Linked DNA regions of Mus musculus: regions 1 and 3 are each linked to region 2. A link is a contact called in public HiChIP or PLAC-seq and promoter capture Hi-C data. All regions are on one chromosome and are shown on one strand. Each heading gives the region's core, a stretch centred on a gene start, on an enhancer-like site or on the middle of the called end of the contact. The rest is flanking DNA. Distances are from core to core; before and after follow the strand shown.

The links. Promoter capture Hi-C pulls out the DNA fragments that hold promoters and counts their contacts. HiChIP or PLAC-seq counts read pairs in DNA pulled down with a chosen protein or histone mark.
Region 1: an H3K27ac HiChIP or PLAC-seq map of large pre-B cells shows a contact between it and region 2, with 6 times the contacts expected there. The contact joins the enhancer-like site here to the promoter of Klf11 in region 2. A contact is called at or near these places in 3 of 39 promoter capture datasets (frontonasal cranial neural crest, maxillary cranial neural crest and pre-B cells), 2 of 484 Hi-C or Micro-C datasets (CD4 T cells and LSK cells) and 1 of 115 datasets of contacts at active chromatin or transcription factors (large pre-B cells).
Region 3: a contact with region 2 is called in a promoter capture Hi-C map of hippocampal neurons, with 8 times the contacts expected there. The contact joins the promoter of 4930480M12Rik here to the promoter of Klf11 in region 2. A contact is called at or near these places in 3 of 39 promoter capture datasets (cranial neural crest, hippocampal neurons and maxillary cranial neural crest).

What each region holds. Positions count from the first base shown.
Region 1 is chr12:26,393,153-26,397,456 of GRCm38.p6, reverse strand. The region is part of intron 2 of Rnf144a (ring finger protein 144A); the gene reads left to right. Among named protein-coding and RNA genes, the nearest start is that of Mir6538, 20 kb to the left of the region's middle. Within about 2 kb of position 2,411, at least 52 of the 459 cell types and tissues checked have an H3K27ac peak or open chromatin away from gene starts, as enhancers often do.
Region 2 is chr12:24,648,847-24,652,973 of GRCm38.p6, reverse strand. It overlaps Klf11 (Kruppel-like factor 11), which reads right to left and starts at 1,603. Exons shown (of 4, transcript NM_178357.3): 1 at 1,408-1,603. The coding sequence starts at 1,449.
Region 3 is chr12:26,208,090-26,212,651 of GRCm38.p6, reverse strand. 4930480M12Rik (RIKEN cDNA 4930480M12 gene) reads right to left here and starts at 1,385. Exons shown (of 3, transcript NR_046278.1): 1 at 1,336-1,385. Gm29687 (predicted gene, 29687) reads left to right here and starts at 2,147. Exons shown (of 5, transcript NR_131149.1): 1 at 2,147-2,249; 2 at 2,971-3,022.

The DNA of each region.
Region 1 (4,304 bases), core at 1,162-3,661, 1.7 Mb before region 2:
ACCCATTCAATAGAATACTTTTAATTTGAAGATTTCATAAATATATACAATGTATTTTGAATATATTCATTCCCTACATCTCTTCTTAATTTCTCCTGAGTTCACCCACACCTTCCATCCCCTCCTAACTTTGTGCCCTCTTTTTTTTAAAATTTAATTTAATAATGCACAGAATAATTTTTGCTGCTCATATACTCCTGTGTGCAGAGTCATCTGCAGGGGCATGATGGACCTATTAGAGGTCACACCCTTAAAGAAGATGAACTCCCATCCCTTGGAAGCCATCGTTGTCATTTTCTCAGCTAGGTGTAGGGGCTCACAGTCCCCTCTATCCTCCCTACTGGAATGTCACCTGGCTTGATCTTCTGTTGGAGCCACCACTGCCCTGCTGTGAGTTTCTGAGTGCAGTGGTCCTATGATGTCCAGAAGACTCTGTTCCGCTCCCAGCTGCAGTCTCACAGACTTTTAAATCTCTGTTCATTGCTCTGAGCCTGTGAGTTGGGATAAAGATCTGTGACCAAGAACCACACAGACACTTGCTCACTTTGAGAAGTTGTGATTTCTGATTAACCGCCACTCGCTGCACAACCGCTCTTGGATGAGGTCTTTTAACTGATCTTTTTAGGCAAATCATGTTTAACATGATTTTTTGATATGATTGCCTAGGAGCTCTAATACCAATGGATAGCTATTTTCAATTCATTGATTTCTTTTCCTTTTTGATTTTCCTGTTTGTATATTTATGGTATTAGCAGGTTTTGATTAGCCAATTGATCATACCTTATCAAACTAAATGAAGCTGGCATCTTAGGTCTCTACCCTAATGTGCCATTCCTGTCCCCAGCAGTGCCGAGTCACAGTGTCCTGCAGTCCCTGTCTGTGAAGGTGGCAAGAACTTAAGTCACACAAGGCTCAGAGAGATACCTTGTGAGGTTGGGCTATTTTAAAGACAGGGTTTTGAGAATTGACCTTTTAGACTGTAAGAGACCCTAGAGATGCCCCCGTTCTTCTGGTTTTGAGCCTAACATTGTTGCATCAGAATAGCTCTTGCACCTTTACATCGGTGAGATGTTTAAAAGGTTTTATTCACTCATTACTCTTTGCTCTGTTAAGTGGGCAGTAATTATCTCTGTACTCGTTATGTGGATAGTTTCATCTTCGGTCATCTGTGGGATTGGCTATATAACTGATTTAGAGCCATTAGACAAGCAGAGAGCCTGGGAGAAATGTGATTCATGGCCTTTATGGGACTGGCCCACCAACTCTATCAGTTCAATTGTAGTTTTTAAACAAGAACTTAAAAGGTCAGATTATGATCGTAGGAACGTTCCAAAGATGCAAGACCATTGGTGCATGCCAGAAACGACTGATGGCCTATGTGAGAGATCTGAGGGAGTATATTTTAAACTAAAGGACATTTATTTATGTATCCATTTATCGGATGTGCGTGTATGTGTGTGAGATTGGAATCAAACCCAGTTCATCAGGCTTCTGGGCAGATAGCTTTTACCAGCTGTGCCCTCTCACTGGCCCTGAGATCTGGTTTTGATGGTGGCATAATGATATGGTCCTGTGAAATAACTTGCCACATTAACGCGAAAACTTTAAAACACCCAGTCTTACATTATGTGTGTACCACGAATAGAATACATTATAAATGCACAAGCCAGACAGTACAGGATCTCGCGGTATCGGGTGCTTCTCCTTCCTGCCCAGGCCTTCAGTCTTTGGATACAGAACCATCAACTCCTTCATTGGAATCTTCTCCTTGTTAGAGTCCCCATCTCTCCCAGCACACATATGTTTTGAATAAAATCATAATACATCTTGCTCTTTGGAGAAATTTTTCCTTGCTCAGCACATACAAACCCACCTCATTCCCTTTTAAGATGTGTCGCCAAGGGAACTGTTCTCTGTGTTTTTTAAAGTCACAATGTGTTTTATTGTCGTACGACTCTAAGTAAATTAGTTTTTCTAATGTAACGTCCCGACAGCAACAAGATTCTTATTTTGGGCCTGCGTCTGCATCCAGTTGGGTAAATCAATTGGTTCTTTGTAAGCGGCTTGAAGCTTGAGACTCAGTTTCGTTTTTATGAGTGATTTCTTTCAATTGGCAAGGATGGCAGGCTAACCAGAGAGAGGCCTTTCATCTCAGCAAGAGAATTAAAAAAAAATTAATTGATATCCAATGAGCCAATGCGTGTGCTTCGTGCCTGCCTTGAGAAATGCTTCAGTTGCCTAATTTACCGCAGAGAAGGAAAATGTTAAATAGGTCCCTTCAAGACAACAGGAAAGGGATTGCTGAGGAGCGCTGGGTGGCTTCTCCATGGACAAGACTCTCAGTATAGCATGCATACAAACAGAGAGGTGCTTTATTGAAGCCAGACAAGACCCCCATTCATACTCAACTCCAGCAGCTCACACGTGTGGAAACCTCTGCTCTCAGCCACTGTGAGAACCTCCCTGCCTGCCACTGCTCTGGGCTTTGGAATCCAGACTTTCAGGACCAATGGCACGGAGGAGAAGACAGTCCTGGGACTGTTTGGGGAATGGGAAGATCTGGGGAGAAGCAGCCAGGTCCCTTTGGGTCCCTTTTGTTGTGTGCCTGTGCAACGAGACATGGGTCTTTCTTCTTACACTTGCTTTGTAGTGATAGCCAGAAACAGGTGAGCAGAGGCTTAATGTCAATATACCATGTGTGTGTGTGGGGGGGGGGCAGTAAAAAGGAGAGAAAGAAAGCCCTGTTTGTGGAGCCAAGAGTACAGGGAATTAGGCCCTTCCTGTGGGGTTTTAAATCATAGTTTGTGGTATGTTATACATGGCGTATGTGACCCTTTTCAGAGAAAAAAAGTAAGTAGTGGCTGAAGTTTACCGTGCCAGGGATTGTTAACCTCTGAAAATCTAAGGCTGTACAGAATTCTCAAGAGGAGCAAAGGGAAAATGTCTTCATTTTTCTCTGGTGTCCTCTAGAAGAACTGTGTCTTCAGTCCTGCTCACGAGTGGAATGCTATTATACAAATGTTTGGCACGTTGTCTTTATTCCCAGGTGTGTCTTAGACAGCGTTCCATCCCAGCAGATGAAGGGCCATCGCTTTGTCTCTCATGAGGATGGCGTCATGTTATTGATTCAGCTTGCTATCCTCAGTTCTATCTTCTAGTGTTTATTCCTGCAATGGCTCCCAAAGCTGATATATCGCCGGTCAGTGTTGATCCTCCTGTGTGAGGGCTCCCCGGTGTTGCCCCATCCCCTGACTTCCTAAAGGACACTGGGCATAGCTTTAGCCTCACTGATTGCTATTGGTACCCTGTGCTTTGTGTCTCTGTGAGTTGGCATTAGATAGTGAGGCATCCCTGCAGACTTCTGTTGTCCTTTCCTCTGATTAGTTCTTGTCTGTCTCCCGATGATATCACAGACACATAGAGTTGTTCTGTCTGCCCCAGAGCAGCTTAGGGACCTCAGGCTTGCCACCTGCCTTCATCCTCTCAGGTGCTTTGCCACTCACAGTCCAGGTGCTCCACTGATCAAAATGAAAACCTGAAAGCATCTTTGGCCTTTTCTCCTCTCTTTCCTTTCCCTCCTCCTCCTTTCTCCTTCTCCTCCCCTCTTCTTTCTGACTCTCTTTTCAAAGATACAAGGTCCTTCTTCGTTTCCTTCCCTCCCCTCTCCTCTCCCTTCGATTCCCCTCCTTTATCCTTTAACTTCCCCCTTCTCTCCCTCCTCTCTCCTCTTTCCTTTCTCCCCTTCTCTCCCCTACTCAAGATCCTTTCTCTTCCCTTCTCTTCCTTCCCTACCGCATCTCCCCCGATCTCCTCTCCCCCTTTTCCTCTGCAGTCTGTTGCTCCTGAAACTCACTTCACAACACATCAGTCTCCTCTCACCACAGCTGCTAGGACTCCCCTGAGTCTCCCACACCCACCTTGCTGAGCTGGTTCCTTCTCAGCCTTCTCTACGCCCTGCTTCCATTTCAGTCAGTCTGCTACCATCCCTCAGAGATCATGAGAGACCTCTCTAAGTAACAGCACCTCCCCCACAATTCGAGGCTTTACTTTAGTGTATCACTTGTGACTCACAAGTGTGCATACGCATGGGTGTGCATGTATATGTGGGCAGATAGGTATACACAGACACTGAGACTGCAAAGGTCTAGCAGGTCTGTTTTATAGTCACACAGGGCAGCAGATTGTCATCTACAAAGTTTATACTTGTGCAATTTAAATGGGAAAAATTAATAAAATCTAGAAAGAAAAATCTCATAGTACTTGTAGTAAGTGTGGTTTTGTGTTGCGCAGCTATGGCTGTCCTG
Region 2 (4,127 bases), core at 354-2,853:
AAGCTTAATTTCCCAGTGGCTGGACCTAGGTTCCATGCTAGCACAGTCCTCCGTGACTGCCTGCTTCCTCAGCAGACTCAGAAACATTAAATCACTTGTTATGAGAACTAGGGAGGAGGTCAGGTGAGAGGAACAGCATGAGAAAGCTCAACCATAGTCCAGGAAAGGTGTCTCCTCCTGTATACCATGTCACCTTTACATGCAGGAGTGGGGAGGAAGGGACTGGAACCTAGCCTGTCCAAAAGAGAAACTTAAGCCTACAGACACATATTTCCATACATATTTTCTGAGCTTCAAAACTTCCTGTCTGTCCAGATTCCCCTTCACTGAACAGGCAAAGATATGACCATAGGGGCCAGACAACCTCCTGGAAGGGTATTTTGATTATGAGCCTTCAAGTGGAATCAATGTCCAGCCCCATACTAGGAAAGAATGCGAACGTAGGTTCCCTTGAGTCCATGTAATACTGTGTTCTCACCAGGAACCTGCTCCGCACCACTTCTCTGGCCCCCTACATTTCTATCAGGTTCTGTTGCTCCACACCCTACACCTTCTGACAGAGGTCCCTGCCATGACTTCACTCAGTCCCTGGGCCCAAGCCTGCAAAGTCCCATTTTACCACACCCCTTCTCACTTAGACTCCACCCTTCGCCCAGCTCTACCCTTACCAGCCCATTAAGCTTGGCTGACACACCTCTTCGAACCACACTCTTGCACACTCGCCTATCAAGACACACTATTGCCTTGCTCCTCATTCCGTCGTAACCCCATCCAGGCACTCTGGCCACACCCTCCTGAGATACCTTTACTTTGGCTCCACCCACAGCCCCTCCCACTGCACTCCTACCAGATGCTCTCACCACACTCCCTCCCTTCGGCTTAGCCTTTGCCCCGCCCCTAGATAAACTCTCACTATGCACTCTTACATCGGCCCCGCCCCACAGTCCTACCAGAGGTTCTCACCAAGCTCTCTAGCTTCGGTTCCGCCCTCTTACACTACTACCAGGTGCTTTCACCATGTCCTTCGCCTTGGTCCCATCTAGTTCCCCCAATATCTCCTCCAAGCACGCTTGCCCACGCCCTAGCTTTGGCCACGCCCCCATGCTGCGCCCCAGCTTTGACTCCGCCCCCAAGTTCCCGCCAGCCGCGCCCACATCCAACAGCGGTCCTCCTCTGGATTCGGGTGACGTCATGGCTGGAAATAGCCGCGCCGGGCGGGGCCGCAGCGGACCAGAGACAAAGCTGAAGGCAGGCTGCCGCGCTAACACACCCCCCTCCCCACCCTGACCCGGCCGAGCCTCCGGGTCCCTGTCCGGACCAGAGCAAATCCGCAGCCCCCACCGCAGCGAGAAGTCGCCATCCCTCCCGCGTCCCCCGTCTCGTCCCGCGCTCAGCCCCGTCACTTACCGCGCGCCCGTCGCCGGGGCCGGTGGAGCCCGGCGAGTGCATGGTGCCGTATGGCCTGCAGGCAGCAATGCTGCGAGGCAGGAGCCCTGCGTGCGGCGGAGGCTGCACGTGTGCGGCGGGCGGCGGTGTCCCGAGCGTCTGTTCCCGGCGCGCACCTCCGCCTTCCTTGCCGCGCGGCTCTGCCTCCGCGCGGCCCGGGAGGCGCGGGAGGGGCGGGGCGCCACGGAGGGAGCGGCCCTGGGCGGGGCGCGCGGGCAAACCAAAATACACCGCTCCCTGCTGGGGGCATGGCCTCTGCCGCCAGCCAATCAGCGCCAGGCCGGCAAGAAGCGGGCCAATGGGCGCCGCGGGGGGGCGCGTGATCGGAGCCTGGCTGCGGCGTGATCCGGCGGGGCGGGCGGCGGCACGTGTTTTGGTCCGGGCTAGAGGCGGGGCGTGAGGCCTGGAAAGTAGGGGAAAGGTCCCGGCGGCGGCGCGGCGGCAGTCGACCGCAGTAAGGTCCTCTTCTGCCGCAGGGGCTGCTCGCAGAGGTCGCGCGCTGGCCCCACGCCGTGGACGGATCTGGTAGGCGGGACCCACAGGGACGGCCTCACCCTGTCTCTAATTTCTTTTAAGCTGTCGTTGGCTCTTAGGACCGCATCTCTGCCCAGGAAGAGGCTTGAAAGCTGCTTGGGTTTAGGGACGACATCCGCTTTTTCCTGCATGGCGCCAGATCAAATGCTCTTCCTACTCTAATCTGCCTTCTGCTACAAAAGAACTACAGCCGTGTAGTCAGCCACTCGACATGTACCTAATGAAGCCTGCGCATCCTCCCCAGTGGCCATACAAAGGACACCCACTTGGGGTGTCCTCAGGCCTACGTGAGACCTGACCCAAATCCTGAGTATCCGTTTTTTCCCCTTGGGCCTTTAGGTGCGGTTATTCATGTACACTCATCACAAGTCTTGGAGAGCAGAGGTCAATGCATGCAGTATGTCGTGCCCACCTCCAACCTACAGTGCAGCAATAGGGCACCCCTCTACTAACCCCCTGATGCCTCACTGCAGAGCCTTGAAACTAGTGGAGGTCTGGGAGAATCATTGCTGATATGAGCAGACAGGAGCTGGACATTATGCTGCCTATTTTTATCAGACAGGTGAGCAGGCAGAGAGGCAGGCAGGCAGAGAGCCCTGTCCTTAAGCTGGTAAGGCCTAAGGGTTATAGTTGCAACCCTGATTCCTCAGTTTCACACTGGCTTGACAATGGAATTAAGTGAACCAAAGAAAGGGAGTTTGTTGAAAGTAACAGTAGGAGTGTTTAAAGGTGAATTCACATGTCTAACTACTGGGGCATTTAACACACATGGAGTTAGTCTTCTACTTGGGCCTGTTTAAATTGTTTTTGCTTCATTCCCACACTGAATTTCTGACTCCCCGTGTTCACCCTTACCTATAATGCCTCCGCCCCATCCAACGTCCCTACTGTCTCCTGTTCTCTCCACACGTGGTTTTATGGCGTATGTGTTGGAGAATAATCTCCAGAGTAATATGTTAATAGTATTTGGAGAGGGAGCCTTTGGAGGGTGATTGGGATTAAGGAAGGGTTATGGGGTCTTAAAATTAGAGAGACCAGCTAGTTTGCTCACTCTACCTGACCACGTGACACTCTTGTGTCATAATCCAGCAGGAAGACCCCCTTCACACATACACACACACATATACACACACACATACACACACACACACACACACACACACACACACACACATGTCAGAGGGTGAGCAGAATTAGCCTTCCTGGATTGCAGAGCTCTGAGCAGAATGGACTTTTTACATAGGAAGTGGAGGTGTGTGGCTCAGTTGGTAAAGAGCTTGCGTCAAGAAGACCCGAGGTCCACCCCTAGAACCGACATAAAAAGCTAGGCATGGTGGTACACACCTGTAATCCCAGCACTGGGGAAGTCCAGACAGGCAGAAAACACTGGGCTTCACTGTTCAGTCAGCCTGGCCAAGTCAAGGTCCCTACACCCAATCCCAATGAGACACTCTGTCTTAAACAAATCCGACAGAACCAGGGTGGGTGGCTCCTAAGAAATTACACCAGAACTGGGCGGTGGTGGCTCATACCTTTAATCCCAGCACTTGGGAGGCAGAGGCAGGCGAATTTCTGAGTTTGAGGCCAGCCTGGTGGGTGTACAGAGTGAGTTCCAGGATAGCCAGGACTACACAGAGAAACCATGTCTTGACACCCCCCCCCCAAAAAATGAGACTGGAGGTTAACATCCAGGCTCCACATGGACACACACACACACACACACACACACACACACACATCCAGGCTCCACATGGACACACACACACGCGCGCGCGCGCGCGCGCGCGCACGCTATATATAAACTTCCTGGTCTCGGAAGTGTTGTTATAACAGAAAAATAAGACAAGCAGCCAGGGCTCCTCTGGGTCACCTGTCCCATCAACTGCTGTCTCCAGAGTTCAGCATTTGCTGTGACATTACTGGCACGTCTTCCTTGGACAGCCTCTCCCAGCATACTTGTGGACTCAGACTGACCTCATGCCCTCACTGCTGTCTCTGCCTCACCTCCTCATACACTCTGCAAGCTCTGCAGTGTTTCTGTGTCTTTGCGTACTGCCTGTCTCTTCTTGGATGGGGAGCATGGCTGATCTATCCACATCATCTCACAGTAACTGTTGACTGAATGCATCACACCAGCCCTATCAACC
Region 3 (4,562 bases), core at 136-2,635, 1.6 Mb before region 2:
CTATTAAATTCCTCAAAGCTGTGGAAGCTGGCCCTGGTGTCTAATCTCACTCCCAGTGTATTGTAATGTCATAGTAACCCAGGTGCAGTCCCCAGGATTTCATCAGAGAGGGCACAGACAATGCCCAGGCTATGAGGCTAGGAATCAGTCCAACAGGTGTTTATTTGTTTGTTATTGTTGAAATTCAGAATCTGAATTACAGTTCCATTAAAAGGGGGACCAAAAAAAAATCTGCCTCTTTCTAGATAGAACCAATCAGTTAAGGGAACAAGAATGAAATATCCTGGAATATGACATATAGTACTGCTGATACTGGATCCTAGGCTTCCGGATTGGGAAGGAAAAAGGACAAGTTTTATCAGGAGATGAGAGCCCTTTGGGAAGGAGCCCAGTAGCTCCTAACTCTCCCTGACTCCCCAGCTGACAACAGTGAAACACTGATTAAGAGGCTGCTGTTTTTTTCCCAATGGTAGCAGCAATCGTTCCCTGGAAGCCAGCTCTCTTGATTAATGTATAAAGGAGATGCGAAAACATACACTCTGCTTTTCTGATACTAAATATACACACCTTTAATCTCTGTTCTCCAGCCTATGCAAGAGCTCACCAGAGAAGAAAATCAAATAGCATACTGTATACAGAAGCTCTCTCCCCCCAAATGCCTGGTTCCTGATTAGAGCAAGAAGAAAGAATAGGATGCCACAGGGAAAGGCACACATCCAAACTATGGAGAGATATCATATTCCTTCTCTCAAGGAAGTGAGGAGCATCTATATGTTTTAATTAAAATATGAAATGCATTTAAGTAAATCTCACTAAGCTCTGAGTCAGCACCTTTAGAAATCATTTTCTCTTTGTTGCAGCCAAATGCAAAGTGATTGATCCGACTGCGAAGTGTAGGGTTTGTGGGACTGTATCAATCCGCCATTTGGAGACTCCGCGCCAACAGTTGTATTTGGTAAGGCGAGTACTAGAGGGAACTCGTAGAAAACTAAAATGCTTGTCAACAGATGAGACACAAATGTACGATCCAAAGCTGTTTCTGGAACGAGCCATTTGGGGAACTGCCACACAGCTTGAGAGATCTGAAAGAAAATGCAGGCTCCACGTGACAACTTTAAATAAAACATAAAGGCCTTTGCTCACAGGGTGGGGGGTCTTACTCTTGCTGATCTACTAGTTTTCCCTGAAAATTGTATTAGCTTGGAAAGTAAACACAATTACTCTGTGAATGCAAATTATGCTTCTAACTAATTACTGATCGAATCCAGCAAAGGACAGCCACATTTTTGTCTTTTGAAATATAATATAAGAAACATTTGTAGTGTGGAGGCTTACCTTGTCCGTCCGAGGAAATTAATTTTCTTTCCTTACCCAGAAAGATTGGTAATTAGCTGGGAGTGTGATGTTCCCTTGTTGCTATGACTACAGCAAGACTTCATAAGGCCCCAGGACTGAGAAAGAGCAAAGGTGACAGAGCCCTTGAGGGAGAGATACTTCCTTGCGGAGCAAGTACAGCCAGCTACCCACCCCATCACACAAGAAGAAGAGGAGCTGGGTTAAGCCTACGGTGCTAATTTACAAAGTATTTTAAAATCAAAGATTGTCCGCACAACATTGTTAACTTTATCTTCTTTTTTCCCCCTCCTTTTTCTTCCTCTGTTTTAAACCCAGGTGTTCTAGGTAATTTGATATTGCTATTGCCTCCAGGGATTTTGTTTGTTTGCTAGTTTTAATCCAAGGAAGTAAAAGAGGCCTCTCAGAGCCACAAGGTTGAAGGTCAAAGATCCCTGGGGTCTGCTGAGCCTAAAAACCCTCCCATGTGGACATTTTCTTAGGTAGAGGAGGCTGCCCATGCTGGAATTTGAGTTTGAGAGCAAGCTTAAACCCCAGAAGCTTCACAATCTTAAACAAGACTGATTCCCCATCATCCTAGTCTTACTTTCCCTGTTGCTTTCTTAACGTTTGATATGAATCTAGGATTCTGTAGGATAGACTTGGACCACCAACACACTTGTTTTTCTGTTTTAAATATGTCACGTTATGAGTCTGTTGTCCTGTTCCCAGCATCCCCCACGTGCTGAGGCAGGTGCTGGCATGAAGCGAGTGAGTGTGAGCCTTTAGGGAATTCACGTGGAAGGGAAGGAGAAGGGTGCACTTACAGGAATAGCATTGGTGCTTAGGGTAGGAAATGAAGGAACGGAGACAAACCTTGACCAATTCGGAGCTACCAAAGTGGAGGACATGGTGAGGTAGGCATGCAGTGATCACAGATAGCAGATGAGCCTCATGGTCTCTTTTCCTCTAAGAATCATACAAGGAGTTTTGAGCATTTCCTTGTGAGGGATCCTATCATTGTCACAGTATAAGTAAATCACATGCAAAGCTACATACTTTTGTCTCATGCATTACAGAAAAAAAGGAAAGCCAAAATTCAGCTCTGGAAGTCTAAGAATGTATGGCTATATTTCTAAAATGTAGCCCATCATACAAAGAAAACAAAAAGACAGACACTCAGTGACGACTTCCTCCTCCTCCTCCTCCTCCTCCTCCTCCTCCCTCCCTCCCTCCCTCCCTCCCTCCCTCCCTCTCCCTCCTTCTCTCTCTTTCTCTCTCCTACCCCTCTCCCCCGTGTGTGTATGGGTGTAGTGGGTGGGTATACACAACTGTACATGTATGTGTAGAAGCCAGTGTGAGATGTATTCTCCATCATGGTAGTAGGTGGGTGTGCACATCTGTGCATGCATGTGTTGAAGCCAGCAGTCAGTATGAGATGTCTTCTTTTGGTACCTTCTCCTGTCTAGAACCGTAAGCCAAAATAAACTCTTGCTCCCATAATTCACTTCTAGTTGTGGCATTTTATCTCAGCAACAGAGAAGTAGCTGAGACATTAAGGTAACAATGTAGTGGCAGAGCTTGTGCTTAGCATTGGAAGGTTCTGATTTCAATCTCTAGTGTATCCTCTCCCCACAGAGAACATCATTACCCATCAACACAACAGAAACCTTTATATCCCTTAAAAATGGTGAGTACATTTTATATTTCTTCTTTGGAACAAATTTTATACTATAAAAAATTAAGAAGTATGTTTATATAGTGTTCTATTATTTATCTTTAAAAAATGAGTGTGAGCCTTAATAAGTTAAAATAGTTGTCATGGATGCTTGATGGCTTGGGTTTAATTCATGAAACCCATAAGGTGAGAGGAAAAGCATCCCTCAAACTCTACACTTTTGCCTAGGCAAGTACAACCATACAGACATGGACACAGACACAGACACAGACACAGACACAGACACAGACACAGACACAGACACAGACATAGATGCACATGCACGCACACACAGAGAGGGAGAGGGAGAGGGAGAGGGAGAGGGAGAGGGAGAGGGAGAGGGAGAAAGAGGGAGAGGGAGAAAGAGGGAGAGGGAGAGCAGAGTTGATTAATTGAAAACAAATAAAAGCTTAATGTATTCATTTAAAGATTAATATATACATACTTGTACATAAATATGGTGCTTCTGGGAGAGTACATAAGAAACTGGTGAGCTGGTTTTCTTTGCTAAGACATGAGAAAGGTATAATTTTTCTTGATTTCTCGTTCATGCACTGTGACAACTGTGTCATATTTTTAAATGAGTCCTACGAAAGTGGGCATATCAACTAAGGAGAAAAACTGCTTTACTCACTCAATTTAGAATTTATTTTTTCTCTCCTTTCTTATGAATCCTGGAATATTCTTAGCTGTTTTTATTACTTCCCCCTTCCTTTTGTCCTCCTCTGCCTTTGTGTTAGCAGCCACAGTCTCTTGAGTGTCCTGTTTCGTCTGCTTTATTTTTCTGTAGAACTTCATGGATTCTTTTGTAATTTCTGCAGCACTGCTACCAATTTAACCATGTTTTGACCACTACATTTATTCAGTTTAGTACATGTTTAATTTCTATATTCTTAATTGAGAATTTGTTTGATTCTTTTAAGTTGGCTTAGCGTTTTTATATACTGGATCTTCTAAAAAATATTTACTTGGATTATTATCTCTCTAAATTCTGGTTTCATTATTTCTAGTACATGACACTCTCTAGACCAACCTTTTGTTATCTTCCTTCATAAACACGTATGCACTTCTTCCTTCCCCACCTCTCTCTCCCCTTCTCTCTCTCTTTCTCTCTCTCCCTCTCTCTGACTTGCTCTCTCTGCCTGCCTGTCTGTCTGTCTGTCTGTTTGTCTCTGTCTCTCTCTGTGTGTATTTGTATGTGTATGTACATGTCTGTGTGAGTGCATGTGAAAACTAGAGAATGCTTTTTGATGTCTTCCTCTGTCCCTCTCTGTCTCACTTTCTTTGGACAGCATCTCTCACTGAACTGCATGCTCACTGTTAGGTTAAGCTGTATGGTCAGTGAACTCCAGGGATCTGCCTGTATTCTGCAATCCCCAGCACAGGCTCTAAGAGTTAGACCCAACTTTCTATGTGGTTTCTAGGAATTCAAACATAGATCCTTATATTTACAGACCAAGTGCTCTTCTCCAGTGATCCATCGCCCCAGAACTGTGCATTGTACTTTAACATC